Regions from separate parts of the Rattus norvegicus genome. Here region 1 is linked to region 2. The links are chromatin contacts, called in public Hi-C maps. All regions are on one chromosome and are shown on one strand. The core of a region is the stretch at or near the end of the contact, and the rest is flanking DNA. Distances in the headings are between cores, read along the strand shown.

The links. A called contact is a pair of places that touch in the nucleus more often than the background predicts.
Region 1: a contact with region 2 is called in a Hi-C map of liver, with 6 times the contacts expected there. The contact joins two enhancer-like sites. A contact is called at or near these places in 3 of 12 Hi-C or Micro-C datasets (hepatocytes, kidney and liver).

What each region holds. Positions count from the first base shown.
Region 1 is chr19:31,655,037-31,658,084 of GRCr8, reverse strand. The region is part of intron 8 of Fto (FTO, alpha-ketoglutarate dependent dioxygenase); the gene reads left to right. Among named protein-coding and RNA genes, the nearest start is that of Fto, 210 kb to the left of the region's middle. Within about 2 kb of position 1,259, at least 11 of the 93 cell types and tissues checked have an H3K27ac peak or open chromatin away from gene starts, as enhancers often do. A contact at or near this core is called in hepatocytes and liver, where this site is marked.
Region 2 is chr19:31,235,271-31,238,121 of GRCr8, reverse strand. It overlaps LOC134483614 (a long non-coding RNA gene), which reads right to left. Exons shown (of 3, transcript XR_010060415.1): 2 at 790-2,851; 3 at 1-467. Among named protein-coding and RNA genes, the nearest start is that of Irx3, 150 kb to the left of the region's middle. Within about 2 kb of position 1,516, at least 2 of the 93 cell types and tissues checked have an H3K27ac peak or open chromatin away from gene starts, as enhancers often do. A contact at or near this core is called in hepatocytes and liver, where this site is marked.

The DNA of each region.
Region 1 (3,048 bases), core at 10-2,509, 420 kb before region 2:
GTAAGTCACTATACTTTGCCAAAGATGAATCAGGACGGCACTAGGAATACACAAGGGAGGCTTGAGAAGCTGGGAGGCACTGGCCTACCAAGAGCCATTGGTTATGTTGTTGTTGTTGTTGTTGTTGTTAGTTTTTTCTTTAGTGTGTCTGTCCTTCTCCTGTCTCTGGTCTCTCCCACCCTCAGCAAAAGAACATCCTTGGTGTCCTTGAACCGGATTACTCCATAAAACTGATAACGCCATCAAGCCCCTCATAAATGTAGGGATTAGAACATTATATTCAAGGAGAGTAAGGACTGATGTTACCTTCTGTCCAAGAGGCAGCAGCTGACCTTTAGGTGGGCAGTGGTGTTGTTATTACTGCCATTGTTACTATCATTGGAACAGCTTTACGGGGACAGAAGCCAATTGGCTTCTGCATATCTTACTTATAAAATCAACGTGTGGGCCGGCGAGCTGGAGCTCTGCCAGGCTGCTGATTATGATGAGTCGTTGGCTGATCTTCTGGACAGTACTTCTTAACTTGTGTGAGAAAAGAGTTACTCACTCATCGGCTTATTCAGCAGGTATTTCCTGGGGGGCTGCTGTTCTCCAAGCCCTGCTCCAGGCTTTGGAAAGACAGCCGTGGGCATAACTGAAGAGCTGCCTCCTCCTTACGGAGAGCTTCTCCTCTCCTTGGGGGTGGGAGGGTGGTAGGCACTGTTTACCCTGGGCGAGCCTGCATAGTGTGTCTGTAAAATGCACAGAGCTGAGTAAACAGCTCTCAACAGATCTGAACCAAAGCCATCCCGTTCAGTTTAAAGATAGCAAATTGTCCTGTCTGGGCTTCCCCATACGTGGTCACTTGAGATGACTCTTTCCTTTGTAGTTGTAGAGGCCCCCAGAGAACAGCAGTATCCTCAGGAGCACCGGCCCAGGGATTCCACACTAATTGTCACTTACCTGCTCCCTGGCTACAGCTTACTTTCCCAGACATTTGCCACCTTTTAACACCTTCACTCTAAGAAAGGTTTAAGTTGAGTCCAAGTGTTGTATTGGGAAATCCCCCTGAAGAGAGCACTTGTAAAACCACACCTGTGACATAGGTGTTGGGGATTATGGGTGACAATGGGCTGTCCTTTATCAATGGTTGTTATTGTTGCTGTGACTGGTGTGAGTCACTTGTCGGTTCTGTAAATATTTACTGAGTTCCTAGCTGGTACTGTCCTAGACCCTGGGGCAGCAGTGATGAGTAACCCCTGATTAGAAGGGGATTGTGTAACACAGAGCAACAAATACACAGAAAGAGAATGAGTCACAACTTCATGGAAACCCGGGTCCCAGAGAGGAAAGATGGGGATTCTCCTCAGGTGCTCTAGAGTGACTCACAGTAAGCCGGCCTCTGTGAGGATTACCCATCCTCTGCAACACCGTGCTGGCTGCTGGTTGGTAAATAAACTGCCCACCCTTGAGAATAAGCAGGAAGGAAAGAAAACCATGTTTAATATGGTATAGGGCTTTGGATAGAACCTTGCATGAGATTCCTCATTCTCAGTTTTGAATGTAGGACAAAGCAGGTTTTTTTCCTAGAGCAAATTGTGTGACGATGACATAGTGGTTGTCCATGTAGGATCCAAATCATACCGTCGGGGCTTGAACTTGGCTCCACTTCCTAACTCTAGGAAAGGCACAACTGAAGATCGTACTAGACATGTTACTCAGCTTCCTCTGAACCTCACTTCTTCTGTTAGTAATTTACCTGGGGATAATGGTGGGACCTACTGTAAAACACCTAGGACAAAAACCCGACACACATGAGGTACTCCGTAAGGTCATCCTCATCATAGGTCAGGTGGAAGTTTGAATGCGAATGACCCTCGTAGGCTTGTGTGTTTGAATGTCTCATTCCCAGTTGTTCTGGAAGGATTAAGAGGTGAGGCCTTGGAAGAGATGTGGTCTTGGAGGAGGTGTGACCTTGTCAGGGAAGGTAGGGTAGATCTGGAGGTTTCAAAAGACCCTTGCCAGGTTCAGTCTGTATGGCTCCTCCTCAAGGATCAAATGCCCAGCTCTCAGTTACTGCACCAGCACCATGTCTTCCTGCCATGTTGATCCTGGAGTCATGTACCTCCAGTTTAAACGCTCTCTCCTATAAGTTGCCTTGGCCATGATGGTGTCTTCTCACGGCAATAGAATAGGGTCCAGATGGACCAAAAGAACAAAGTGAAGAATGAACGCAGTCCGTCTTTCAAACTGCCCTCTCCTTTGACAAAGTGTCTTGATGCCAAGTCCCACTTGATGCCAGCAAGTACCCAGACCTGGTACTGCTGAATGGGGTTTGGAGAGGAAGCCTAACCTGGGCTAGTTCTTCTCTGGGCTTGGGCTAGGTATTCTTACCTATAATTGACAGATGTACGTATGGCTCCAAGCTTCCTTAGCATCTGGGCGTAAAAATCTAGGCAGTCCACAGGCATTTTGGATCAATTCAACTTCACCTAAAATACAGCGTCTTGATCCACATGACCTCCAGGCAGAGGGCATCCTCCAGCCTGGGTCAAAGATCCTCAAGAGCAGCAATCATGGACATGGCTTTCTCCGTTCTTTCCTTAAAATCTGGGGTGGAGCCACTGTTAGCCCTAGTGACAGCCAGAACTAGCTGAGAACTTCTGAAGCTCCAGGAAATGTTCGGTGTTCTCTGTGACGAGATTGCAGCACAGGACACAGAGCACCTCGCCCAGGGCAGCTGCTGGTCAGTAGTAGAGATGCAACCTAAGCCAGCATGCCAGGCTCCACTGCTGGGAGCACAGCGGCCAAGCCGTCACACACATGTCACCCAGCCACTCGCATGCTTCAGTATGTTGACTTCAGTCTCACGGTACAGGACATCCAGTGCTTTAGGCTCTTCCCTGCTGTGGAGGTAAGCAGGTGTGTGTCCGTAAATCGGTATTTCCTCTGCCAGCTGAACACACCTCCCCCTTCCAGCTCTGAGTGCATCTCTCCGTGAGGCAGTTGTCTGCAGCCCATGCTGTATGAGTCTCGCCGCCATTAGTCTTTTAATGGGAAGTCTCCACC
Region 2 (2,851 bases), core at 267-2,766:
TTTGGAAGGCAATTCTGCTGCCACAGCTATAAAAAAATATTAGAGGGCAAGCCAAAGGAGATGTAATTAATTTTCCCCTGTTATCCTTAGGTTGGGCTTCTTCAGTCCATTAGAAATTTGACTTACAGAAATAGCAGGAGACTGGCACCAAAGCCTACATTCAACTCCTTCAGGTGCTGAATGCTTCCAGAAAGTATCAGTCAACTCCAACATCCTGGTCTGGTCAGCAGTGGGCTTGGAGTTTGTCCCTGGTGATCTACCGGGGCCAGTCAGTGAGTGAGTGTTGATCTGTTCTGGTGATTCTCTGGTATGCTTGGATGGTTCCCCGGGCAGATCCTGGGGCCTTTTGTCCTCTCTGGATTTGGTAAGTGTGAGCACTGCAGAGAGCCCCTGGTGGCAATAAAACAGGACTCCTTCATGCCATCTCAAGCCGGAGAAGAGTTCCAAGCAGGGGACCCTCGTGGGACCTATGGCAATGGGGCAGAGTTATTATGGCTACATGACAAGGATTCAAGTCCCATTCTTTCTCCCTCTCTTCCTCTTCTGGTTCCTCTTCTCCTTTCTCTCTTGACTGAGGGAGGCTGAACCCCAGTTCTTTAAGGTTTCCGGGTCTCTGTGGCATATCTATGTCCTAGGGCTTCTTTAAGAGGAGAATGTGGGTTCTCAGCCAAGTTCTTATCTGGATGCTAAACAGACTTGGCCAAAGAACCCCATGAATCCCCACATGAACCTTCACCTTCCCTATTGTCTACCCTTTGGGACTGCCACATGCCTCAGGAGGATTTGTACCTTCACAGGAGAAGCTGGACATCTGCAGGTCCTGTCCCCGGCTTTCCATCCTGCCAAGGACAATGCTTGCTCCCAGTTGTGGATGCTGACTAGGTGACAGGCACAGCGTCACAGACTTAATGTGGAATTCTCCATTGGAGCCACTCTGCAACTCTAGTGATGTCGATGTCCTATTTTACAGGAGAGGCCAAGAGAAGTCAGCTTGGCTAAGATCAGTCAGCTAGCAGCTAGCACGTGGAAAGCAAGACTGGAAGCCAGGTGTCCTGGCTCTGTAGTGTGTGCCTCAACTACAGTAGTGTGCGACCTGGATCTAACTCACAAAAGGCTGTTGTTGTTTTGTAAAGAAGCTTTTGGGTTGAAAATGACAATCTGTGGCTGAGAAAAGCCAGTTTCCTTTTCTTTTCTCCTCTTTCTTTCTTTCTTTCTTTCTTTCTTTCTTTCTCTCTCTTTCTCTCTTTCTTTCTCTCTTTCTCTCTCTCTCTTTCTTTCTTTCTTTCTTTCTTTCTCTCTTTCTCTCTTTCTTTCTTTCTCTTTCTTTCTTTCTTTCTTTCTTTCTTTCTTTCTTTCTTTCTTTCTTTCTTTCTTTCTTTCTTTCTTTCCAAACATACAGATACTGTGAAAATAGAGGGTAGAAAAATTCAGACTCCGGTGACAATCTCCTCACCTGTGCTCTCTAGCGTCCTGGCCTTCTTCCCCTGGGCTGCCATACAGCCAGGATCCTTCCAGAAAGCCTGGTGCTAAAATGTTGCTCAATTTTAATTACAGTCCCAGTCGTTGCTGTCAGATGCCCTTCTGAAATTGTTTTAATTGAAGTCCCATGAATCCTGGTGAGTTCAGACGGAGTTCATCTCTAAGCCCATCCTGATTTCATTAAAGATTTGATCTTTCTTTTTTCACCAATAAAGCATTTATTATCGCTATCTGTTTCGTAACCGTTTTCTCTCTCCAAAGAGGAGGGAGGGAAATCAAGCCCATCTTCATGCCAATAAAAAGGGAGAATCATCTGTTGACTTTTCTGGCATGGAATAGCAGTGACATGTTAAAATAATAATTAACTTATGTTCCTTTTAAATGAAGGCAACGCTCATTCCAGAGAACATTCGAGACTGCAGGTGACGATTTATGTAACAGCACACAGGGATCGGGTAAAAACGGCTTTTAAAATATTGGTAGTTCTGTGGTTGTGTTTGTGCACCTGTGACTGTGTACATGTGTTCATGTGCATCTGAGTGAGTACATGTGTTTGTAAGTACGCGCATATTTATGTATTTGTGTATGCATGAATAATACACATGTTTGAGCCTACATGCATGCATGCGATTGCATGCACGTGTTTGAGTACATCTGTGTATGTGAGTGCATGCATGTGTTCATATGTATGTGAAAATACATGCACGTTTGTGTGTGTGTGAATGTATACATGTGCACATATGTGTGTGTGTGTGTGTGTGCGCGCGTGTGCGCAGGCTTGTGTCTGTATGCATTTATCTGAGATTCGAAGGCTGCAGAATACCTGATATAGGGATGGCTTTTGAACCCCCCCACACGCACACACACAGAGGAATAAAGTTATAGGAGAATCAAATAAAGCAGAAGTAAAATCTCACGTAATGCTGTGTGTTGAGCCCTGGTGGTTACTTAAATAGACTATTATTTGGCCAGTATTGGCTTTACCTTCTGAAGACGGGCTGTCTTCATTTGTGTCAATCTCCTGCCAGGTCTGGGCCAGTCCACTGCCTACCTCCCGCTCCTCAGATCCGAGTCACACTTGTGAATGCTTTTGTTAAGATCTCAGCAGCAGCAGCACCACCAGCAGCAGCAGAAGTTCCTCCCAGATCTGCGTTTCGTGTATTTAGTAATGTACCTGAAATGCACTAAATGACAGTTTATAATATCATTATCTACAGTTAAATATATTAGAACTTCAAAAATCTACAGAAAGTGCAGCCATATGTGGAAATGGCCTATCCCATGCCCTTTTAACCTTCTCTCTCAAAGTTTCAACCGGACCAGACAGGCAACATATAAAAATCGTAGGTCTGCACAAATCATCCTGTTATTT